Linked DNA regions of Mus musculus: regions 1, 2, 3, 4, 6 and 7 are each linked to region 5. The links are chromatin contacts, called in public Hi-C and HiChIP or PLAC-seq maps. All regions are on one chromosome and are shown on one strand. The core of a region is the stretch at or near the end of the contact, and the rest is flanking DNA. Distances in the headings are between cores, read along the strand shown. Region 1 holds the start of Wwc2 (WW, C2 and coiled-coil domain containing 2). Region 2 holds the start of Stox2 (storkhead box 2). Region 3 holds the start of Rwdd4a (RWD domain containing 4A). Region 4 holds the start of Cdkn2aip (CDKN2A interacting protein). Region 5 holds the start of Slc25a4 (solute carrier family 25 (mitochondrial carrier, adenine nucleotide translocator), member 4). Region 6 has its middle 48 kb from the start of Gm39171. Region 7 overlaps Gm31692 (a long non-coding RNA gene).

The links. A called contact is a pair of places that touch in the nucleus more often than the background predicts. HiChIP or PLAC-seq counts read pairs in DNA pulled down with a chosen protein or histone mark.
Region 1: a contact with region 5 is called in an H3K27ac HiChIP or PLAC-seq map of extraembryonic endoderm stem cells, with 6 times the contacts expected there. The contact joins the promoter of Wwc2 here to the promoter of Slc25a4 in region 5. A contact is called at or near these places in 4 of 39 promoter capture datasets (hippocampal neurons, liver and pre-B cells), 1 of 484 Hi-C or Micro-C datasets (uterus) and 2 of 115 datasets of contacts at active chromatin or transcription factors (extraembryonic endoderm stem cells and pancreatic cancer cells).
Region 2: an H3K27ac HiChIP or PLAC-seq map of cardiomyocytes shows a contact between it and region 5, with 5 times the contacts expected there. The contact joins the promoter of Stox2 here to the promoter of Slc25a4 in region 5. A contact is called at or near these places in 2 of 39 promoter capture datasets (liver and pre-B cells) and 3 of 115 datasets of contacts at active chromatin or transcription factors (cardiomyocytes, embryonic forebrain and large pre-B cells).
Region 3: a Hi-C map of B cells shows a contact between it and region 5, with 9 read pairs. The contact joins the promoter of Rwdd4a here to the promoter of Slc25a4 in region 5. A contact is called at or near these places in 3 of 39 promoter capture datasets (the HPC-7 cell line, hippocampal neurons and pre-B cells), 2 of 484 Hi-C or Micro-C datasets (B cells and muscle stem cells), 2 of 115 datasets of contacts at active chromatin or transcription factors (astrocytes and double positive thymocytes) and 1 of 9 other capture datasets (adipose tissue).
Region 4: a contact with region 5 is called in a Hi-C map of CD8 T cells, with 6 times the contacts expected there. The contact joins the promoter of Cdkn2aip here to the promoter of Slc25a4 in region 5. A contact is called at or near these places in 1 of 484 Hi-C or Micro-C datasets (CD8 T cells), 4 of 115 datasets of contacts at active chromatin or transcription factors (astrocytes, embryonic forebrain, pancreatic cancer cells and 1 more) and 1 of 9 other capture datasets (adipose tissue).
Region 6: a contact with region 5 is called in an H3K4me3 HiChIP or PLAC-seq map of forebrain, with 9 times the contacts expected there. The contact joins the enhancer-like site here to the promoter of Slc25a4 in region 5. A contact is called at or near these places in 10 of 39 promoter capture datasets (the 3T3-L1 cell line, 3T3-L1-derived adipocytes, the HPC-7 cell line and 6 more), 1 of 15 datasets of contacts at CTCF or cohesin (large pre-B cells), 7 of 115 datasets of contacts at active chromatin or transcription factors (embryonic forebrain, embryonic limb bud, embryonic stem cells and 3 more) and 2 of 9 other capture datasets (adipose tissue and embryonic stem cells).
Region 7: an H3K4me3 HiChIP or PLAC-seq map of embryonic forebrain shows a contact between it and region 5, with 7 times the contacts expected there. The contact joins the enhancer-like site here to the promoter of Slc25a4 in region 5. A contact is called at or near these places in 3 of 39 promoter capture datasets (hippocampal neurons, liver and pre-B cells), 1 of 484 Hi-C or Micro-C datasets (the G1E-ER4 cell line) and 1 of 115 datasets of contacts at active chromatin or transcription factors (embryonic forebrain).

Annotation. Positions count from the first base shown.
Region 1 is chr8:47,988,745-47,992,238 of GRCm38.p6, reverse strand. It overlaps Wwc2 (WW, C2 and coiled-coil domain containing 2), which reads left to right and starts at 1,695. Exons shown (of 23, transcript NM_133791.5): 1 at 1,695-2,173. The coding sequence starts at 2,043.
Region 2 is chr8:47,287,670-47,290,930 of GRCm38.p6, reverse strand. It overlaps Stox2 (storkhead box 2), which reads left to right and starts at 1,529. Exons shown (of 4, transcript NM_001114311.1): 1 at 1,529-3,051. The coding sequence starts at 2,886.
Region 3 is chr8:47,532,204-47,535,242 of GRCm38.p6, reverse strand. Rwdd4a (RWD domain containing 4A) reads right to left here and starts at 1,598. Exons shown (of 8, transcript NM_203507.3): 1 at 1,300-1,598. The coding sequence starts at 1,323. It overlaps Trappc11 (trafficking protein particle complex 11), which reads left to right and starts at 1,773. Exons shown (of 30, transcript NM_177240.3): 1 at 1,773-1,924.
Region 4 is chr8:47,712,639-47,715,775 of GRCm38.p6, reverse strand. It overlaps Cdkn2aip (CDKN2A interacting protein), which reads left to right and starts at 1,845. Exons shown (of 3, transcript NM_172407.3): 1 at 1,845-2,256; 2 at 2,758-2,888. The coding sequence starts at 2,006.
Region 5 is chr8:46,209,766-46,213,069 of GRCm38.p6, reverse strand. Slc25a4 (solute carrier family 25 (mitochondrial carrier, adenine nucleotide translocator), member 4) reads left to right here and starts at 2,008. Exons shown (of 4, transcript NM_007450.5): 1 at 2,008-2,258. The coding sequence starts at 2,148.
Region 6 is chr8:47,369,776-47,373,133 of GRCm38.p6, reverse strand. It overlaps a transcript of Stox2 not described here. Among named protein-coding and RNA genes, the nearest start is that of Gm39171, 48 kb to the right of the region's middle. Within about 2 kb of position 1,308, at least 30 of the 459 cell types and tissues checked have an H3K27ac peak or open chromatin away from gene starts, as enhancers often do. A contact at or near this core is called in adipose tissue, forebrain and hippocampal neurons, where this site is marked.
Region 7 is chr8:47,689,710-47,692,824 of GRCm38.p6, reverse strand. It overlaps Gm31692 (a long non-coding RNA gene), which reads left to right. Exons shown (of 6, transcript XR_003947547.1): 2 at 2,646-3,115. Gm31638 (a long non-coding RNA gene) reads right to left here. Exons shown (of 3, transcript XR_378945.3): 2 at 1,992-2,085. Among named protein-coding and RNA genes, the nearest start is that of Gm31692, 4.1 kb to the left of the region's middle. Within about 2 kb of position 1,839, at least 73 of the 459 cell types and tissues checked have an H3K27ac peak or open chromatin away from gene starts, as enhancers often do. A contact at or near this core is called in the G1E-ER4 cell line, embryonic forebrain and liver, where this site is marked.

The sequences.
Region 1 (3,494 bases), core at 446-2,945, 1.8 Mb before region 5:
CCCTCAACAAAGCACAAAAACCAGCTTCCACGGGCCTTGGCATTATGGGAAAGACCTAGAAAATGAGAGGTTTCTCTTGAGAACCTCTGCCTCTCTCTGGTTGTCCGTCCCAGGTACACCTGGTTTTCCAGTTCCTGGGGATTTCAAGTGTCTGCAGCTGCATAAACTGTTTCATTGAGAATAAACCCCTTTCCTTTTTTTAAAACCCCCTTCAAGGCACGTGGAGTCCCCTTCTGGAAGCTTGATTCAGAGCTTGGTTCTTACTGTCTAGTTCTATTCACAACTTCAGCAAATGCCCAGGCACAGAAAATGTCCTGCCCAATGCTAGGTCCTGAAGTTATTACATTGGCAGGTCTGGTTAAGGGAATTCAGACCAAGAGGTGAAGGATTGAGCTCTGGGGCCTTTCTTCCTAAAATCTGCCATTTCAAAAGCATCTGCTTAGAGGCCTGGGAGAATATTGACAAGGTTGGCAATGCACAGCAGGCTGTAAAGGTTGAGGACGAAAGGCTATTTCTCAGACTGAGGACAAGGGACACTGCAAGCTTAGTGTCTTGACTCTGCCAAGGCTTTGTCGTCTTAGGAGTCTGACATCCGGCTCCTACCCAGGGCCGATCAGCACTTAATAGCTAAATAAATAAATGTTTGTGAGAGATCTACACCTCATACCAGATGGACCCTTGATCAAGCAAAGTGTGGCCACTGACTCCCGCCTTGGCCCCCTTCCGAGTGATTATTAACCCCTTCTGCCACCCCACCCCCCACCCCCGGTCCGGGACTGGGGTGGAGAACTTCCCGGGACAGAGAGTTGGAAGGAAGGGACTGGATAGTGGACGCAGCCATGTCCCTTGGATTTAAACCCAGAAGGGGACGCCAGATGCACAGGGCCCTGACCCCGCCAGTGCAGCCCCCTGACCCGGCGGGGCAGCACCGGTGATTCGGACCCCTAGGGCCCGCGCGGGGCTGACTGGCGGCGACAGTGGCGGGGTGGCCCTGTCGCTTCTAAGGATCAGGCCGGAGTTGCCCCGTGGGCCACTGGGGCGGACATGTCGCAGCTCTCATGGATAGGGACCCGCCTTTACTTTGCTCCCTTAGGCCCGCGAGGCCCTGGTGAGGTCACCGAGGGCCAGACTGAGCAGAAGGCTCGGGGGCGCCGCGGCCCCGGACACGCCCCGGACACACTCCCAGCGCTTTTTGCACACTTCCCCACCGCCGGGAACAGCCAAGGCACGGGGCGCGGCGTGGGGGGGGGGGGGTGGGGGGGGTGGGGGCGTTCTGTGCCCTTACTGTTTGTTGGGACTTCTTCCCAGGACAGCATTCCCCACCCTTTCCTCTCGAAAGTCTTGTGGTTTCCCTAGAAGACGGAAAGAGGTTGAGAAGGTTGCAGACTTTTTTTTCTTTGGCTTCTTTTTCCATCCAGAAAGCCCTCTAAATCCCCAAAGGGTCTGGCGGAGAGGGGACATCTCGGGCTGCAGAGGAGGGAGCGAGCTGTGCATTCCTCCGCCCTACCGCCTCCCACCTGGCCTCGTCGCTCCCCTCCCCCGCCCGGGCTCAGCCCCGCGTCCCGCCGCGGCCGCCCCGGCAGCTGCAGGGTTAAGCTCAGGAATGTGGCGGCGAGGAATGTGCATGCAGATGAGGCGGGCGCGGGGCGGGCCGGGGGCGGAGCGCATGCTAATCGCATGCAAATGAGCAGGCCAGTCGCCGCCGGGCCGTTGCTCCGCGGAGCTTCCCGGATCCGAGCCCAGACGGCGTCGGCCGGGGCAGCCTGGGCGCCGCGACCCTCGGCGGCCACAGGGGGACGGGGAGGAGGAGGAAGAGGCGGAGGCAGCGGCGGCAAGGAGGAGGAGGAGGGCTCGCTCGTCTGTTCCGACGCAGACATGGTGGACTGATCTCCGGCAGGGCTGAGAGCAGGGATCCCCGAGGCTTCCCCGCGCGTAGCTCGCCGTGCCCCTCGCCCCGCACGCCCCTCGCCGGCACCCGCGTTCCCGCCGCGCCCCGCGCCCGGTCCCTATGGAGGCGCCGCTCGCCGGCGAGGCCGCCGACCATGCCTAGGAGGGCCGGGAGCGGGCAGCTGCCGCTACCCCGGGGCTGGGAGGAGGCCAGGGACTACGACGGCAAGGTTTTCTACATCGACCACAACACCAGGAGGACCAGCTGGATCGACCCCCGGGACAGGTGGGTGGCCGGGCCCCGGCCGGGTGCGGGGACCCGCCTCGGGAAGTGCTGCGGTGGCTGTTGTCTGGGAGACCTGGAGGGCGCCGGGGGCGTGGGGCGTCGCCGGCCCTGCACCCCCCGAGGGGCTCCGGGGTAGGCGCGGGACGGTCGGCCTAGGCGCGGCTGTATCTGCCCGCCAGGCGCCCCTTCTTGGGCCCCATTGCCCACTGCCTTCCCCACACCCCTCGGGGACTTGTAGACACTCCCTGTCCCAAGGGAAGGGCCGGATTGGTGCCCTGGGTTGGCACCCTGAGTCCAGTTAGCCGGCTCAGGGTGTGTGTGTGTGGGTACTTGACCCCTCTCTAGACCTCCTGTGTGCTGTTTAAAGTTGGTCAGATGGAGGGAGAGGGCACCTTTCGACCTCTGAGGCACGCTGAGCTCGGGGCCTCCCGGAGGCCTAAGTGATGGTGAATTACTAGTCATCTGGGCCACCTGTGGCATCTCTCCTGCCTTACATACCTAGCTCCTGGGCACTGACTGCAAGCTTTTCCTAGGGCGCACCCCGAACCATGTCCTAGGGTCTGAACGTGGAGAGAGGGTCCCACTCCTGGCTCGACCTTCGTAGCTTTGCCCCTAAGATTAAAAAAACAAACCACTGTTTTGGAGTTTTGCTTCTAACCGTGGTTCCTCACCTGGAAACCTGGTCAGATTTTCCTTGTGAAGTGGCACGGAGACTGGAAGGGAACCTTGACCACAGCTGTGGGTAGCCCAGACTTGAAGCTTAGCCTAGTTTTTGCACAGCGATATAAGCATTTTGTTCTTACCTGGAGAGCTGAATGAAGCAAACAAGAGATCTAAGAAGTTCAGGAGCTGAACATTGGTGGACTGCTCACCAATGTTCTTTCTGTTTCTCACTCAACTCTCTCTTTGCTTTTAGAAGGAACACTTAGAATTAAAGTTGTTAGAGGGTGTGGACGGTCTCACACATCTGTCCAAACTCAGCACTTGTGAGGTGGAAGGAGAATCAGGAGTTCAAGGCTAGTTTGGGTTATTCGAAATCCTGTCTCAAAAAGAAAAAAAAAAAAAAAAAAAGGAATGTAGGGTGCATTTTTTTTTTTTTTTGTAAAATTTGAAATCTGTCCATTAAGGAGGTATTTTTGTTTTTTTATATTTTTCTAGACTGCCTCATACTGTATTGTAGCTCAGGCTAGCTGGCTTGGAACTCATTATGTAACACTGGCTGCTCCCAAACTCACAGCAATCCCCCTGCCTCAGCCTCTCCTCCGTGCAGGAATTACAGGTGCCAGCCACCACACCGGATGAGGAGTAGGGATTAGGGCCT
Region 2 (3,261 bases), core at 280-2,779, 1.1 Mb before region 5:
CTCTCCTCTTCAAATGTATACCAGCCCCACTCATCCTTTCACAGTGTGAACATGATCATTTTTTAAAAACATATTACATGTAATTACCAACTAGCCCCTGCCTTATATTATACCCTCTAAACTCCTTCTATATAGAAATTATAAAATTATGGCTGTATTTTTGCTTTGAGTTCTTCTGTGGCCCCCAGTCCATCAAGAGTAGGAAATAAAACTTTGAACATGGCTAGCAAGTCCCTGCATGATCTACGCTCCCTCTCTCTGACCTCACCGCCCACGGCTTTCCTGTTCAGCTCTGACTCCAGCCATACTGGCCTTCTTGCATTTCTTCCAACAGAAACCAAGACTGGTTTAGACTTCAGGACCGTCGCACTTGTTCCCATGGCCCTGGACACCAATCCCTTCACTCTTTGAGGGGCTCTTCATGCTCTAGGCCCCAGCTACTGGCATGCCTCACAGAGGTTAATGCATCTTTATAAAATGTGGCACAACTTTTGGCTTTAACTCAGCTTCCTGCATTTCTTTTCTGCTGGACCATTCATTGCATGGGACCATATTTGGTATGTTGCCTATTTAATCTGCTCAGTGAATGAATACCAAAGTTGTCACATGATCACAATCCCTCTTAAGTCATAATTACTGCAAAAATTTGTGTGACCATTTTGGTGTCTTGAGAACTGATGTTTTGTTGATTTGAGATACCTGAATGTCAGTAACGCCCATTCGTGAAAACATTAACAAAAAATTCACCTCTATGGCCCTTTACACATTGATCTTCTAAACCAGTCGTCTTTCTGTTCCTTGCCATTTTAGCAAAGGGTACCTTTTAAAGGCTTGTCTTGAATCTAAAAGGAGGTCGCTAAACATTTAGCTAATAGGTTTGTAGTTAGTAATTAATATTGCTTGATGTAGTTATAGGTTTTATATGCGACTTGTGGCTTTTTATCCCCACCCCCTTGGTATCCACAGAGAGGTTGTTCTGGCTATGTATTACCAAGCCACATACTGGAGATGGATGATGGCCTCCCTTCTAGATCTCATTGCCTTTCTGCCTCCTGGATGTCTTGCCAGAGCTTCCTGAATCTTAACCCTTTAGGGCCCTCCGACTGCTGAATACACGTTTCCATGAAGGCTTCCTATTGCTGGCTCTGCATCTTGTCACCCATCAGCGTGGAATGCCACCTTTAAAAATGATTGGGAACGTCTCGTTGTCACAGATGCATTAAAGAAAAGGAAAAAAAAAAAAAAGAAAGAAAGAAAGAAAAAAAAAAAAAAAAACCACCCAGCTCAAACGGGAAATGACAGATCACCTCCAGAGGCAATCAAGTTTATTCTCCTTGTTTAGAGCTCAAAACGCATTTTTGGCAACCCAAATGGGGAGGTGAGAGTGGTGGATAAGAATGGGAGTGGCGGCGCGTGGCGGGGCTGGCGGCCAGGCCGGGCGCCTTTAACTCGGCGTGACCTCGCGTCTGGCCCGCGCCCCCTCCTCCGCGCGCACCGCTGTCCTGCAGCGATTGGTGCTTGGACCATAAGCAGCTGTGCAGGGCCCGGCGGTGCAGAGGCCCCGGGCCCGCCAGCGCAACCAGGCCATTGGGGAGTGACTTCCACTCAGGATCGCAGAGGGCGCAGGCCGTTGGCGCGTGGCAGTCGGCGTGGGCCTGGCGTCCCCGCGCGTTCGCGGCGCCCCGCGTCTCCGGCTGGGCGCAGGTGGACCAGGCCGGGCGCCGCAGATCAGCGCGTTCCCACGAAGGCTAGCCCTCGGAGCGAGGGGGAGGGACCATCGGAAAGACGTGGAACGATCCGCGCGGTGTCATCCGCAGGGCCCAGGCCCCGCGCCGCCGCCGCCGCCGCCGCCGTCGCCGTCGCCGCTGGGGCTTTGCTGCGGGGATCTACGCCGAGCCTCCGCGCTGCCCCGAGATTAGCATGACACTGGGTAGCCGTCCCGCTTTCGGCGGTGCCAGAGCGCAACGCGCTAGTCCCCGAGCCGCGATGGCCTCGCGCGGGGGCCGATCGCCGGGCTCCGCAGCCACCGCGGCCCGTGAGTAAGAGTATGCCTGCGGCGGGGGACCCACGCGTGTCGGCACGCGCCCCCACCCTCCCGCGCCCCCGCCAGCCTCGGAAGGAGGAAGCCTGACGGCGCGCCGCGGTCGCCAGCACCCAACGGGGCTCTTCCTGCGTTGTCGCAGCGGCGGTCCCGGTGCTCCCGTGCGCCCCCCGTTCGAGCCTCTGGAATGAAGACTGCCTCCCGAGGACTGCGAGAGAGAAGCAGAGACAGCGGGCGCCGGGGACTGCGGCCCTCGCGGCTGGGAGGTCCAGGGGGACGCGACTCGGACGCTGTCATCCCCACGCCTCGCGCTGAAGCCTCCTAGTGCGGTTGGGGCTGCCGCCCACCGGTCAAGCTGCCGGGGCGTGCGATCCCGGGTCGGCCCCCGGAGGCCTCGGCTTCCTCATTTGTTTGGGTCTTTTGTGCTGTGGCGCACAGTTGGCTAAGCACTCCTGCGCTGAATCGGGCCATTGTCTGCGCTCCCATTGCTTCCACGCTGCAAGTCTCGGCGCCCCCACCCGGGCCGCCCCCTCCCGGCCGCCGAGCCTCCCAACGTGCCTTCCCCCTCAGGAATCTGGAAGCTGGAAGCCCGGCGGATTGCAAATGAAGTGGAATGCATTGTGGGACGAGTGTAAAATCCGAGCCTTCTCCGTGGGGGTGTGGGGGGGCGTGGGGAGGGCCGGACCTGCCGCCGGCGGTGTAGACACCGACGAGAAGAGGGGCTGGGGGAAAAAATGTGCGCAGAGTCCTCCCGGGTCGTGGCCTCGGTAGACGGATGAAGCAGCGCGCTGCGCCCTGGCGCTGAGGCCCTACTATCGGGGCACCAGGGTCGCCCTTTCCCACCATGAAGAAGACCCGGAGCACAACCTTGCGGCGAGCCTGGCCTAGCTCGGATTTCTCGGACCGGGCCTCGGACCGCATGAGGTCCCGCAGCGAGAAGGACTACCGCCTGCACAAGCGCTTCCCCGCGGCCTTCGCGCCCCAGGCTTCTAGGGGCTACATGACATCAGGTTGGTAAAGCACGGTTCAGCCGCCGCCTGTGATTGCTGCGCCGCGGCTAGTTGAGGGTTTGGGGTAGAGGAGGACCTGCGGTGATGGATGTGCCGAGTTATGTATGGGGAGAGCAGGGAAAAATTAGCTCCCATCCACCATTTTGTACCTCTGTAAGATCCACAGCAGGCCCTCTCAATATGGGGTTGGAGAGCTATTCTTTAGGTAAA
Region 3 (3,039 bases), core at 349-2,848, 1.3 Mb before region 5:
TTCTTTGGTAAGTGTCCCTGTTACAACTATCACCCCAAGTTTTCAACCACTTATTTGTCAATGAATCATTCGAAGCTCTTCTAGCTATTATGAAATGCACAGGGTACTGTAAAACGAGTCATTCACTGTGTAAAATGACATTAGACTTTCCTCTTCTCCATTTATGTCTGTAACCACTCACTAGTAGTCTCTAACCCTTCCTCTCTAGTCTCCCTCACCTGGATTTATTAATGCTTTGGATTCATTGAACTGGTAAGAATATTTTAGCAGGATATTCAGATACCAATTACCTTGTGAATGTGGGGTTCCTGTATGGAGTATTTGTAGTCTAGATTCTATTAACACCCACATTGTCAAATGTTAATTTTTAAGCAACATATTCAAAACAAACAACAAATTACTATGTATCTACTACTACACAAGGAGTCTACTGCTACATAAGATTTGTCTTCTTTGTTTGAGAAGGCATTTTTGGAACACCAGGCTAGTCTCAAACTCTGACATCAGCCTGCCTCTGCCACCCTAACACTGGGATTAAAGGCGTACACCACTACCGCCAGGTGGGATTTATCTTCTAATCCTTACTCTACCACGTTCACCAAGCTAGGGTGCTCTTTTTCCTTTTTCATCTGGACACATTACAGAGTTGGAAAGTTCAATGACAGGTGATTTATAGGACCTATTCCTTCCGACTTTGATATTTTGCAAAGCAAACAAACCACCACCACCAATAACAACAACAACAAAAACCAAAACACAAACTACAAAATTCTGATTGACATGAGGATGCTCAAAAATATTGTATATCCCTCAACAACAGACTGAGGAGTGACTTCACTGAGCATTATGGACAGAAACCGAAACACCAGGGTCATTCATTTTTCTGTAGAGATTTTACTTACTCGATCGACCCTTTCCACGAGACCACAAGTTTTCAAATTTAAAGGCGTTCAGATTTGAAGACAGAATAACTCGACACACAAGCGCTAAGCCACACAAGGGATTTAAGGACGGCCAAGTGCTCTAGGGTCGTGGACCAAGGACACTCATCTTACCAAGGAAATCTAGGAAGACCTAAATACAAAAATGACAAATGAGGGAAGCGGGAGGCTGAGTCTCACGTAACCCATTCGTGCTTGCTGGCCATAAGGTTGCCCAGTGCTATCTGGCAGGGGAACCACCAACGTGGGACATCCGGACAGGCGAAGAAGGTTCTCAGAGCAAAGGACACGTGCGAAGTCTGGGTGCTCCACGTCGTGACCTGCGCCGGGACAGGGGTGTCTAGTCCTGGGTTCTCACCTCTTGGTCCTCGTTGGCACCCATCGTGCCGGGCGCACGGCGTTCGCTACCGCGATGAACGGGCGGGCAGCGGGCGGGAGGCCGGGGCACCCCGTTTCCGCGCCTCGGTCTAGAGAAATCCTCCTCGCAGCCGTGGGTACGACCTCGTGCGCTCCAGATCCTCGGCAGCACCAAGCCACCGGCAGTCGATTGTGGGCCGGGAACCCAGGATCGCGTTATGTGTGATCGGGAACCGGGATCACGTTAAGGGACACCTAGACCTCTGACCAGTTACTGATGGGCGGTACCGAGGAAGCCCCGCCCCTTCTCACGATCGCGTCTCCTATTGGCTCCTTCTCTTTCCGCCCCCAACTCTTTCTCCTCTAGGAAATGGAACACCTTCCTAACAAGGAAACCCGTTCTATTCCAGGACTGGTGTGGAGTGCTGTCACTCAAGCCCAGGAAGTGCTTCCTGTGCCAGCGGAGGCGGGGAAAAGGAAGTGTCGCCTTCTGTCGCCCGGTCTGCGGCTGGGGCTGTTGCTTGTCGGTGGCCGCATTCCTAGACGCCCCTGCCTGGCTCTCTTGCCTCTTTCGGGGCTGACGGCGACTCGCCGCAGCTGCAGCGGGTCCAGGGCGTGCGGCCAGGGTGAGTTGGGCCCAGAGACCTTCCAGGCCAGGCTATCCCGGCTGGCTTGGTGGCCTGCGTTTCCCCTTGGCGTCCACCGATGCAATCTTGGCGTTTCTCCTTCCCCTGCAAAGAATTATTGCCAGAGAGGTGGGAGTGGTGGAGGAAAATAATGTCAGTTTCTAGGACTTTGAGGTTATTCTCCTTGCCCAGTGGCAGCTACTAGAGCCTAATGCTGAGATCCTAGGGACAGCCCTTTGGTTCTTCATTTGAGCGTTTTGCAATCGGATGTCTCTGAATCCTTGCTTGTTAGCCGGTGACTTGCATCCCAAACCACCTGTTTATTGATAGCCGTCTTCTTTAGTAGATACTCTGATTGGGTTAGCTTGTTTCTCTTCTATGATAGATTGCACTGACGAGGTGATCTGGTGCTGAGGACTTAACTTTGTACTTCTCCATGTTCCCTCTCTGTCAATGGTTTGCTTGGTTTCTCCATTATTTTCCGGGAAATCAGGAAGCGATTTCTTTCCTGTGTGTCACTGAAATCTATTCAGTCAACACTTGTCCTGTTCCGTTCCTTTTTAAATTTTCCTACAGCATAGTCAGGACCATTGCAAGTGTCCAAGCTTGTAAGGTAGAATAAAGCCGGGATTGCTGGTGTAGTTTTCATGACGTTGTTGGAAAAGATTTACACTGTCAGCTGTGAGAGCCAGTAACTAAGGGAAGGCTAGAGAGCACTTGAAATCTGCTAGTTTAACGGAGGGTGTGCAGTTCCTATAAAATACGCACAGGCTTGAAGACAATGCACAAATAGGTTTTTACAAGTTCATCGATAACTTATAATGATGTTTGGAAAATATTGTTGGCTAAAATAGAATATATCTAAAATCCCACATCTTTCTTTTTCTTTTGGGGGGGAGTTGGGAGGCTGTCTTTGATATCTCCATAGCCCTGGCTGGCCTGAAACTGCCCCCTGCCTCTGCCTCTCCAATGATGGGTTTTCAGGAGTGCTTTCTGAGCCAACTTCTCTTTTCCCTTCTAACATAACTGCTGGAAATTTTGACTTTTTTTTTCTTTGATTCATGCTGTATACCTCTCAGGTGGTGCTAATTTTAAAACTTTGCAAGTTTATTCTA
Region 4 (3,137 bases), core at 596-3,095, 1.5 Mb before region 5:
AGACTCTTGCTTCTCACTCTCTCAGTAGACCAGTGAGACAATGGACCCCGGAGAAATGAGAATTTCCCCAAAAGTCTTAGAAGTAAAAGGTTCCAGCCAACGGGGACTTTGTCTTCCTGAGAAAGATTTCACGTTCTAACCACTGTTAAGCCACCTTGTCCCAGCAGCCTCAGGCCGGGATACCAGTGGGCAAGCAGCTGGTTGATGGGTAAGCCACTGTTTGACGGCTCCTATCTTAAATGTCCATGTCCTTGGCCTTTTATTTAAACGTGAATCTCATTTCAGAGCTCCAAAAGACTCGTTTGAGATGGGATGGATGCCTGTGAGTCTCAGTCTCTGTGTCTCTGTCTCTCTGTCTGTCTGCCTCTCTCTCTCTGCTAGGAGAAGGGGGAGAGTTGAGAAAGGGGTTCTTTTGTGGAGTCCTGAAACTAGCTCTGTAGACCAGACTGGCCTCAACTCACAGAGATCCCCCTGCCTCTGCTCCAGAGTGCTGGAATTAAAGGGGTGCTTTGTCTCTCCTTGCCAGTGTGGCCTCTTTGAAAGCCTTTTCCTGCTTTCCACTACTAACGTGTCCCTTCTAATTGCCTTATTGGAGCTGAACAGTGTTGGGGCACAGGCCCATGGCTATCAAGTTTAGTAACCAAATGACTGAATTTTTGCGTGATTATTCTGATTTAAGCATTTTCACAACAAAACGCAAAAATCTATTGAGGGAAAATTCAATTACATAATTTATCACTATCTCATATTATTACATTGATCCTTTGATTTATTGACACATACCTAGACTTGGAAATGTTAATAAACACGCCAGAAAAAAAAATCCATGGGTTGGAGAGATGGCTCAGTAGTACGAGATCTTAGAGAAGACCTCCAGCACCCACAGGGCGCTGGGTTCAATTCCCAGCACCCACAGGGCGCTCAAAATCCTGGGTCAACTCAACTCCAGGAGAGCCATTGCTCTCTTGCCTCCAAGGGCACCAGGCCCACACATGTAGCACAGACACACATGCAAGCAAAAAATCGAACTCATAAAACAAAACAAAACAAATGCAGAAGCAGTTGCTCTTGAGGACTGAGGCCAGGACGAGATAAGCAGATACATTTCCATTTTGGTCCAACCGGGATTAACAGTTAAAACCAGTTGGCACGGGGTCATTTATAGTTCGGGGACCAAAAGCGTTAAGGGAGAGGAAGCGGGTTGAACCAGGAACTTAAGAAACCGCGGAAACCCAGCCAGATCGTGGGGCGCAAGCGCAAAGGCCTGGTTTCAAAGAGCCGGTTAGATCCAACTGGAGGAGCCGCTTGTGCTCGTCGTTAAGTTACAACCGTGCTCGGTACTTTTATTGTCCCCATCCCACAAGGCATCCGCAGGTCCCCAAACGCCCGGAGACCTTCCGAGCCTCGGGCCCAAGGGTTCAGCGGCTTTCGCGGCAGGGCGCAGGCGCGGAAGCCAGCTTTTGTTTATTTTGGCCGCGTGCGACCGCGAGCGTCCGAGGGCGGAACGCGCAGGAGGGGCGGGGCGGCAACTCGGACGCCTCCAGGTCTCCGCGCTCCGCCCGCTTTGTCCCACCGCCCCCCTCTCCCGGCCCCCCGGAGCGCGGCGTCACAAAGCGCCGGCGGAACGCCCCAGCGGCCGCCCCTAGGCGCCGAGGGCGGGGAGGGCCGCTGGCCGCTGAAGTCGCCTCGGCCCCGCCTCCGCCGGCGCGACCGCCGAGCGAGTCGCTGGCGACTGGGCGCTGCAAAGCATCCTGGGAGGACGCGCTCGCGCCGGAAGGTCGCGTGTGCGCGCGGCGGCAGCGGCGGCGGCGAGGTTATAAAAGGGAGCGAGGCGGTGGCCGGCGGAAGTGGGCGGTTCGTCGGCGCCTTGTTCTGTTGTTTGGGGTTTGGGCTCCTGGAGGGGCGTTCTCGGGAGGGCCGCCGGTGCAGGCCGCGCTGACACAGGGCCGCTTCGCCCCCGGGGCTCCGTGCGCTTGCGCTCTCCCCGTCCCGCAGGGTCCCCAACATGGCGCAGGAGGTGTCCGAGTACCTGAGCCAAAACCCGCGGGTAGCCGCCTGGGTGGAGACGCTGCGCTGCGAGGGCGAGACGGACAAACACTGGCGCCACCGCCGGGAGTTTCTGCTTCGCAATGCCGGGGACCTGGTCCCCGCCACCGACGAGACTGCGGACGCGGAGAGCGGAGCCCGCACTCGGCAGCTCCAGCAGCTGGTCTCCTTCTCCATGGCCTGGGCGAACCATGTCTTCCTAGGGTGCCGGTGAGTGGAGGGAGCGTCGCTCTCCAGCCAGCCTTCCGGGCTTTGCTCCACGCCCCCTGCCGCTGGCCGGGGAGCGCTTTCGCGGGGACCGGCGACGCTGGGGAGGGCCGCTTGGGAAGCGCGGGAATCGGTGTGACACTGTGGGTCCTCGGAGGGAGAGCAGGAAGGGCGTCCGGGGCTGTCCCCGACCTCACAGTTGCCGGGCGTCCGGGTGGTATGCGCCCGGCAGATGGAGTTGTTGGTGCTTAGCTGACAGTATCTGCCCGGGAGACCCCGAGTTTAAAGGTTCCCTGGCACAGACCCGCCTCCCGAGCCCTTAGGGCATTCGTCTGGGCCATCTTCGATTGTCGCGCGGTTCGTACACTTTGATCACGACCAGGAAATGCAGTCTGCGCACTCCTGCATTCCTCACGCTGCCAGTACTTTCGGAAAAAAAAAAATAAAGCATAACAACAACAAAAACAAACCACTTCTTGAGAGCGACTTTTGCTTCTTTTTCAGGTACCCTCAAAAAGTTATGGATAAAATTCTTAGTATGGCTGAAGGCATCAAAGTGACAGATGCTCCAATCCATACCACACGAGACGAACTGGTTGCCAAGGTGAAGAAAAGAGGGATATCAAGTAGCAATGGTTAGCAGATCATAGATGTGAACATACATAGGAGTTTAGAAAATATGCTTTATAAAATTAGGAATCGCTGTCATTACTAATTTTTTTTAACAATCCAGAATGTGTATGCTGTATTAATCTAGTTAAAATGTTAAAGCTACACTGTGTGTGTATGTGTGTCTGTCTGAGTCTGTCTGTCTGTTTTGGTGCTGAATTTGATTAACTTTTAGATTTTCAAGTCCAATGTCTGATGCTGTTAATTTAATATTA
Region 5 (3,304 bases), core at 759-3,258:
TAATGAGAGTCAGAAAGGCTGTGGATTTGGATGGGAGTGGTAGAGAAACTGGGAAAACCAAGGGGAGGGAAACCCATAATCAGAATATACTATATGAAAAAAACATATTTTCAATAAAAGAAATAAAAGTTGTAATTTTGCTTTAACCCTTAATAAATGAAAAATAAAAATAAAAACAAATAGGTGATTAAGTAAAAACAAATTGGTAATTAAGTAAAGACAAATAGGTAATTAAGTAGGCAACCTCTAACACAGAACTGAAAGGAAATGGCTTCATTTACTTCCCAATATTTATAGAGCCAAATGGAGTAGACACACAATTATAATTATGACTAATATAGAAATTTTATTGTCCATGGAAATTGCTGTGTGAAACTGTGATGGACAACCCTGAACTTAAAGGTCCTTGGAGGTGGCTCAAGGTGCTACTTGCGTTTCCTTTAGAGGCCACACTTCCTGGTACACAGTGATTGCTCAGTTGGTATCTGGTGAAGGAACACAGAGATGCCTTTTATGTTTGTCTATGCGTGTGTCTTCTTTGACCTCCAGCAACATGGTAACGGGTCCCAGCCTTGTTTCTCCCAACTGCAAATAAATACATCACCTATGTGCTCCTGGCATCCCGCCAGTGACCTCTGCTCTAGTAAGTCTTTAGGCTCTGAGCGACACACAGGTGCAGCTCAGTCAGCACCTAACATGAAATATGCATAGATCAGCAAACTTTTAAAAAGATGAACTGCCTTGACCGATGTCCAAACGAAGGTTAGCAAATGTGGGAAAAGAACAGAGTAAGGGGCTTGAAGTTAAACGAAGAAAAGAAAAGAACAACAAAAAAACCCTAATAGCACTCATTCTTGTGGAAGGGGCAGCAGTATGGAAAATATGCACAGTTATATTTGAACTGCCTTAAATGAGGTGAGGGTAACGAAATCTCACATCCATGTATTAAAAACAAAAAACAACAACAACAACAACAAAAAAAAACTGCAATCACTTTCCTGGGATTAGACAGTGCCTCGGCCCCCCTCCCCCAACCTCAAGCTGTCTGTTATAGAGTCAGACACAGCCAAGGAGTCGACCTTCCCAAAAGTCTGAGGACTCTGATCCTTAAGAAGCCGCCAGCCAACTGGAACCATCCTGCACGAAATACGGTTGAGATTCCATTAAGAGCTGAGCACGCATTCAAGCCCTTTAGAGGTCTGTCCACGAGAGAATCCCAAGAGCTGAGAGAGACTAGGAGCTAATAAAGGAGAGTCTTTTCCTTAGGAGTCCTCGGCCTGTGTGTCAGTGTGACAGGCCGAGTTAACAGAAAAGCCACACATCCACATTCACTGCCAAACTGAGAATCCACCTAGCGCCGCTGCATTCTGCTTTTTTTCTTTTTCCCTGATGGCGCAGAGTGCCCGGTGCATACATATTTTCTATTGACTGAATGGTTCAAGGATTGAATGGAGAGAAGTCGGAGACAGGAGCTTGCCCTCTACTATGAGGCAATAATGGCATTAAAAAGATGTTAGTATGTATTTGGGAGGAGTATGATTTATTTGCAGAAACGCAGAGTTCTGCAGAGGCCCGAATCCAGGCAGGGAGCTCTAGTTGGAAACGCCCTGACAACGGGAAGGGGTGGAAGCCTGAAACCTTCTTGGCCAAAAGCACCGTGGTGCAAGATCGAGGTCAAAAAGAGCTTCCCTTGAAGCATCAAGGGGCCCCCTCTCTGTCCCCAGGTCGTCCCCAGGCTAAACCCTCGTGAGCTATAAATACAACGGTCCACATGCAGCAGAGACACGGTGTTCCCTCGGCTCGCTGGGACAGATAGCATGAATTTGCCCTTTAAACGTCCCAAGCTGCAGGCACAGCCCCCAACCCACCCCTAGCTCCCGGAAGCGTCTTCGCCCCCAATGCCCTCTGCAAAGGAGGGGGATGGAGAGGGGCTGTCCAGGGACCAGCCCAGCCAATGCGCGCTGCGCGCTCGCCGGGGTCCCTCCTCCTCTCGCGAGACGCCGAGCCGGGGATATAAGGAGGGCTGCGGTCAGGCGGGCGGTCCCTTCGCGTCGTGCAGGGACGGATTCGGGGTGGCGGTGCCTGGCCGGGCGTAGGCAAGAGCAAACGAGCGGCTCCTTGCAGGCTGTGTGCGCCCGGCTTTCAGCATGGGGGATCAGGCTTTGAGCTTTCTTAAGGACTTCCTGGCAGGTGGCATCGCCGCCGCCGTCTCCAAGACGGCGGTCGCCCCGATCGAGAGGGTCAAACTGCTGCTGCAGGTCAGGACGGCTGGGGGCGCGAGCGGGGCGCGGCAGGGCGCTGGGGGGATGCGGGGCGGGGCGCGCGCGTCAGGGCGCAGGGATGCGGGCGGGGCGCGGGGATGCTGCGGCGCGGGCGCGCGCGACGCTGCGGAAAAATCTGTGCTAGGCCGCAAGCCCGGGGCCTAGGCGAAGGGGAAGGTGCCCTCTACGCAGATACAGGTCCAGCGTCAGTGGCAGATTCCTGGTGTCGGGTGGCGCCCGCGTTGGGGTGTCTATATATGGAAACCCACCCCGAAGCTGGTCTACCTCGAGCCAGATCCTGTGCCCGGTACAGCAAGCGACATTCCATCTAAGGCCTCTTAGGCGGGCCTCACCCTTTGGCCACATCCTCTGCACCTTCTTATCTGCATCCACCCTTGACAATTGAAGCATCAGATTAATCATTGACTGGGGTTCGCTCTATGTCGCGTGCGCTGCGCTATAACTTGACATTGATTTCATTCATCTTTCCTATAACCTCTGCAAGATAGGAATCGTCCTTGGCCCGTATTCACAGATGGAGACACTGAGGCAGAAATCCAGAAGTAATATTCAGGATAAATTCAGACCGCCTTGGCCATCTTGTCCCCATATAATTTTCTCCCCGGTCATTGAAGGGGCCTGCCATCATCATCTGATCCATCTCAAAGGCAAACGCTGTTCAATGGGGAAGAGCCGTTTGGGCATTTAAACATAACACAAAATGCTCCAACAGATTGGCCACGGCAGTAGTAACTCACTAATCACTTGAATTATCTGCTTGAAAATTTTCAGACACCTACTGTTAAGACAACCTTGTCTCGGGGGACATTCGAGTAAAGCAGGGACATTGTCATCTGCTCACCATGTTAAGAGCCCTTGAGGGAGGGATCTTTATTGCCATTCCCCATAAGCCTGCAGGGAATTTCGCTCAAATGTCCTTATAATGTCGAGAAATTGGACTGCTTTTTAGCTTAGTCAAGTAACTAACATTTATTGGTATGTTCTTGGTAACTGATTTCCTGATACATTAAAAAACAATTGGA
Region 6 (3,358 bases), core at 59-2,558, 1.2 Mb before region 5:
TGGCTCACAACCATCCATAATGAGATCTGGCGCCCTCTTCTGGAGTGCCTGAAGATAGCTACAGTGTACTTACATATAATAAATAAATAAATAAATCCTTTAAAAAAGTAAAATACAAATACCTGTTTGATGTTTTAACTGATTGAGACAGGGTAGTAGTTACTGTGTAGCCTTGGCTAGCCTGGAACTCCCCATGCAGACTAGGCTGGCCTTGAATTCACAGAGATCTAGGGCTAAAGGCTTGTTGAGCCATCACACCTGTCAATATCTTCATTAAAACTTTTACTTTACATTATGAGATTAAATTAAATTTTGATCCTGCAGATCATACAAAATTAAAAGTAAAATAGAAAATCACTTTTCACATTTAGGTAAAACTTTTACATGAGTAAAACTACATACTAAATTTTGGGTCATTTTTATTTTAATATGATTTTTATGGTCATTGTAGTTATTAAAATGTTTTCAGCTGGGCGTGGTGACGCACGCCTTTAATCCCAGAACTCGGGAGGCAGAGGCAGGCGGATTTCTGAGTTTGAAGCCAGCCTGGTCTACAAAGTGAGTTCCAGGACAGCCAGAGGTATACAGAGAAACCCTGTCTCGAAAAAAAACTAAAAAAGAAAAAAAAATGTTTTCCGATGGCCCGGAATGATACATTTGTGTATGATAATTTGTTACATTTGTGTATAATTTGTTACATTTATGTATGGTAATTTGATTTATTACTCCCTTTTCCCTGTTACGGTTCTCCAAAGACATAGGATGTAGACTCAGTGCTATGCACCCTGTCTCCTACCCCCAAGAACATCCCCTCTACACATATTTCTCCTCCCCGGACACACAGGCACATACAGAGCGGGCCAAACTGGACAGGAAGACAAGCTGGAGATCGGGGCTGGAGATTCTGAAAGGTGCCTGCTGCCTGAGTTCCCATGGCCATCTATCCAAATCAGAGAGAGTAATCTGCTTTTCCCAGAGTCAACTGAGTGTTATTCTCATCTAAAACATACACAGTGGCATCTAGATGGATATTTGACCAGATGCCTGGTTACCATGGTTAGACAAATTGACTGAAAGGTTGTACCTACCGTTCTCCCAGGTTAAAAAGAAAAGAAAGAAAAGAAAAGAAAAGAGGAAAGGAAAGGAAAAAGGAAAGGAAAGGAAAGGAAAGGAAAGGAAAGGAAAGGAAAGGAAAGGAAAGGAAAGGAAAGGAAAGGAAAGGAAAGGAAAGGAAAGGAAAGGAGGAAAGAAAAGAAAGCACAACCTACACATGTCATAGCTCCTATAAGCCACTAGAGGGCACCATGACCATAGGAAATGGAAGGCATAGTGCCCACACTTTCTTTTAAGATAATCAAAGCCAGGGTAGAAACTCTGAGGGAAGCTTTCAAGTCTCTAATTTTTGTAGCTGGGAAAGTTGTGACCTTATGAAAGGCTACACTATGGGCTATGGAGGAAAACTGAAGTTCGGAGTTAGAACCATGACCTTTCACCTTGGCTTCTCGTGATTTCCACATAACGGCACACACTTTTGTTAGTGATCTCATGGCAATCATTTGCAATGCTGGGATTGTTTTGTTTGTTATAAGCTACATCTGAGAAAGAGGCCTCATCTTGTAAGAACAATGTAGGTGCAGAGTCTACAGAAGGAGTTACGGCAGGGCGGCTGCTCAGAGTTCCCACCCTTTGTTGGTATTGTGTCCAGAATAGTTTGGCTGAACACACAACACACTAAGGGTTTTCTTTGTTGGTTTCTTTTGTAAAACACTGGCTTCAAGTGACACCAGAGAGGCTTGCTGTGCACACAGTCTGGGTGCAAACATCTTTTCTTGGTGTGTGTGTGTGTGAGAGAGAGAGAGAACATATGTATGTGTGTTAGTTGCCAGGCAGTGTGTGTGGGGGTGTATTGAGTGAAAAGTGATGTCCCATGCAATAACATATATAATTTTTCTTTCATTTAAGAGTCAAGTCTAAATTTGAGAGCTCTAGCTCGTTAGTTCCAACAGGTGGATGAAGGGCTAATTTCTTTTGAGCATGCATGCATAATTTAAAATAAAAATTCTATATAACTTGGGAAAATACCATGTTTTGCCTTAAGTATCCGTCCTTTCTGGTTTTGTGGCAGCCCAGCCCCGTCTCCCTGTCCTAGACACCTTTCTCCAGGCTCTTTTCCTCTTCTTCGAGCTGCTGTCGCAGCCTTAGTCTCCCCACTAGGGGGCGAGCGAAGAAAGGCAGAACCAGGTCACAGGCCCGTTTGCTGCTCCAGGAAGAGCAAGCAGAGACTTACATAAGCGGGGTATTTGGGGCACTGTGTGGGGTGGCCATGTCCTGTACGTTGACTCTATAAAACTGTCAGGGATCCTCTCAGCTCAAAGGCTCCCACTGAAAATGATTAAAACACAAGATGCAACGGCAATGGGAATTTTAGTAGGATAAGCTTACCTCAGGGGCCAGATAACTCTCCTCGGTGCGATGAGTTTGCTATGGTTTGTCTGACTACAAGTACATGCTCAGGAACGTGGTTACTCAGTTCTGAGAGACCTCACAGCTGTGGATCCGTGAGTGTTTTCATCATCTTGGTATTGAGTGTCCTCTACCGCAAGTGCTAGGGACCAGAAATGGTTTTAGTTTTGGATGTCTTTGGACTTTGGTATATTTTAATAAACATAATGAGATATCTTGAGGACTGGACCCAAGTCTAAACAGGAAATTCACCTATGTTTCCTGTACTTGTATGTGTAGCCCGGAGATGATCTTAGATGGAATCTTTAGCGTGCTCTGTTTGGACGTTGATGCTTCAAGCTTCTCATGAGTCAGGTGTGGAGTCTTGGATGGGTGGCTTCTTTTCACCGTTCGAAAAGTTTTGCAATTTGGAACATTTCGGGTTTTATATTTTCGGACCTGAAATATTCAACTTGTGTAACAAGATGATCAGAACTATCTGTGGTCTGCCGGCCGCTCCTGCCTCGCCTCTCACATCCAGTCTACTTCTGCTTTTAAAACGAAGCTCATTTGGTTGCCAGGTCGCTCAGAGTCATCGACCACTGAGAATGACGGTTCTGAGTCCACTCGACATTCAGAAAAGGAGGCCGGGAAAACAACATCTTGGAGGCATTTGGGAATACATCCCAGGTGACTGGGGCAACTGGACTGTCCCAAGAACGCAGGGAGGAGGAACAATGAAAAGCACCCCCGGGTCACTTTTACCGTAGTGGGTACGGCAACTCTGCTCCTGTCGGGAAGACTTTAGTTTCCCAGGCAGTCATACAATCTGAAGGAGCCATTTCTATGGGAAAAATGAATGCTGGCTTTGCCTTCAGCCTGCTTTGCTGCGTGCTTGCCAGCGTCTGGCTTAGGT
Region 7 (3,115 bases), core at 590-3,089, 1.5 Mb before region 5:
CCTTGTCTTTCTAATGTTAACCTTGGCTGGCCTGGAGATCAGCATGAAGAGCAGGTGGGCCTTGAACCTGTAGAGATCCATTTTCTTTCCCTCCTAAGTGCTTGGAGTAAGGGTTGTTCCCTACCACACTTGATAGTCTCACTTTTGGGTGGATGACAGTTCACAGAGGTTCTGATTACTGTCACCATTAGCCATTCTTTCTGTAGACACTCCGGTTTTCTGTGCCTTCTCTTCCTTCCTTCAGAGCACACATCCTTGACACGTTCTTCATCCAGATTTATATGAATCTTTAGAGATTCATTTTCATCCTTTAGCTCTCGTGTTGAGAACTTTTATCTGCACAATTATACAACATATGACCTTTTGATGGAAATTCTGAATTCTTCAGTGACATTTTTGATGTGCCGACTAAATAAATGCACCATAAGTCAATGATGCCCTCTTTTACTCTTTTATTAGTTTTCGTTGTCTGTAAATTCTGACTACTTGATTGGTTTCTACAAGCCAAAAAAATATATAGTACTTTATAGTACAAGTGCTCTCGAAGTAGTACCCAGAGCGAGAATAAAAGTAAAGGTGTTAGTATCGTCAGTTCTCTGGTTCTCTTATCTGTATTATGTGTGGATGTGTGCGTGTGCGCGTGTGCGCATGAGAGCAGGGGCCCTCAGAGTCTACAGGCATCAGATCTCTCTGAAGCTGGAGTTACAGGTGCTTGTGGAGCTGCCCAACATGGGTGCTGGCAACTAAACTCAGGTCCTTTGGAAGAACTGTGGGCGTGTAGTCTAGGCTCCGCCCCACAGTTACCTGGCAACAGCTGCGTGTGCCTGGCTCATTATAAAAGGGGCTGCTCTTTCTTGCTCTGTCCTCTTGCTCCTGCTCGCCCCCCCCCCCCATTACCCTCTCCACTCTCTCCCCACGTGCTCATGGCCCGCCTCTACTCCTTTCTCTCTCTCTCTGCCTTTCTCTAACTCTACTTCCTCAACTCCCTTCCCCATTGCCCTGAATAAACTCTATTCTATACTATAACGCCCTTGTCGTGTGGCTAGTCCCTCACGGGGAAGGGATGGCTCAGCATGGGCCCGCAGAGGCACCCCACCGCACAGCCACCAAACACATTTCTTCTTGCCTTATCTTTTTATAAAACACAAGTACAATATATCCACTGTTATCTCTCCACATTATATCACGTGATATCTGTTGCTAAATCAGAACACAAGATGCAGTTTGCCTCAACAGTGTGTGTGTGTATGAATATGTGCGGTGTATGTGTATGTATGTGTGCTGTTGCACGTGTCTAGAGGACATTGGGTGGTCTGCTTTGCCACACTCCACCATATAGACCTCTGTGAGACAGGGTCTTTCACTGAGCCCGGAGCTAGGTGAGGCCAGCAAGACCGGCAGCCTCAGTTTTCCATCCGATAAAGTGTTGGTCAGGTCCAACATTTTAAGTGGATTTTGGGGCCTAGAACTGACACCCTCATCCTTGTGTGGCAAGTCTGTCTTTTTTTTTTTTTTTCTCGAGGCAGGGTTTCTCTATGTACCCCTGGCTGTCACTTGAATTCAGAGATCCCATTTGAATTCTACCCTCCCAAGCGCTGGGATTAAAGGCCTGCGCAGCGCCCCGTTAAGCCACCTAGTTATAAACTTTTCTCAGAGTTTAAATCTCATGGCGATGGAGTCAAAGCTAAAGGAAAAACTTCAAGAGTGTACGTCCTGTGCTTGAGGAAAACGAAGCTGGGTGTGGGTATTTATAAAACCACGCGAAGTAATAATGGGAAAGGAAGGGGACGGGAAGGTGCCGGACTGAAACCTGCTATTTCGTCACAGGACCGGGCAAGCGCCCAGCCTGTCCTTTGTTCCCTTTGTCAAAGTATCCCCTCTTGCCAGGAAGAGACCCAGTCTCGACCGAAGGTGGGGAAGGTGTTCCGACAAGCTAGCGTCCTGACTCTCACTTTTCCTGGGTTTCCTTTACTTAGCTTTCGGTAACTTACCGCAGCAGAAGTCCAGATGCAAATTTAGGGTTTCTCTTTTAAGTAGAACTGTGGCTTAGAACCGCAGGGGCCATTGTGCTGACTGTCAGTGCCACTGCAGAAAAATAGGAAATCCCACAGTGAGAAAACAAAAGGCGCTAAGGGAAGCAATCGGTTTTGGTGCAAACTGGAATGCAGAAGAGAAGAGCCCACCGGCGATTAGAGCGCCTACCTAGTTGTCTTCTCCCAAGGGTCGTCTACTAAGGAAATATTTTTTAAAACTAGAGAAAAATTGATAAGCATGAGATGGCCATTTAACCCTTATATTTAAGAAAAAGTCTAAAACCAATCCGAATAACCAAGGACAGGACTGTTTTCAAATGATGGAATTTTATTTACCCATCATTTAAATGCAAATTAATATATACGTTGTAAATTTAATTATAAAAAGATACACAGTAGAAAAAGTGTTGGGCAGAAATATGACAGTAGTATAAGTACTTTATTTGTTTTGACATATGTTCTCAAGTAATCCAGGTTGGCCTCAAACTTATTTCTGTTTATGTAAAACAACGTCTACCCCCAATCAATGCTATTTGTAATATCAAAATAGTTTTCACTTACACCAAGATAGTTGACCTTTCAAGAGGTTTTTTAGATTTCTTTTTCTTTCAGGTATTCATACTGCAGATGGTTGTGCGCCACCTTGTGGGTACTGGGAATCAAACAGAGGCCCCTCTGCGAGAGTCATAAGTGCCCTTAACCGCTGAGTCATCTTTCTAGCACAGGAAAATAGACTTTTATTAGGAAGTGAAGACCCGCCTTCAGTGTTCAGTCGATGTCTGACTACAGCACCAGATCCCAGCGTTTTGGAGATGCCAGTACCATGGGATGACCACCGAGAACAGCAGCAGCAGTGGAGGGGAGCTATCCAAAGCCTAGGAGACGGGCTGCGTGAGCTGCAGAGGGTGGATCCAGAGAAGTGGCCCAAGCCCTGGAGGAGCCCAGAAGATCTTGAGTGACTCCCAGACACTGGACACTGCAGTTACACAGTTGAAGTTTGGTTTTGCTCCGTTCAAATTGTGACTGTGCCCTGTCCCTTCCTGCTAAGTTTCAAATCAGGGCCAAGGCTGAGGCGCCTATTT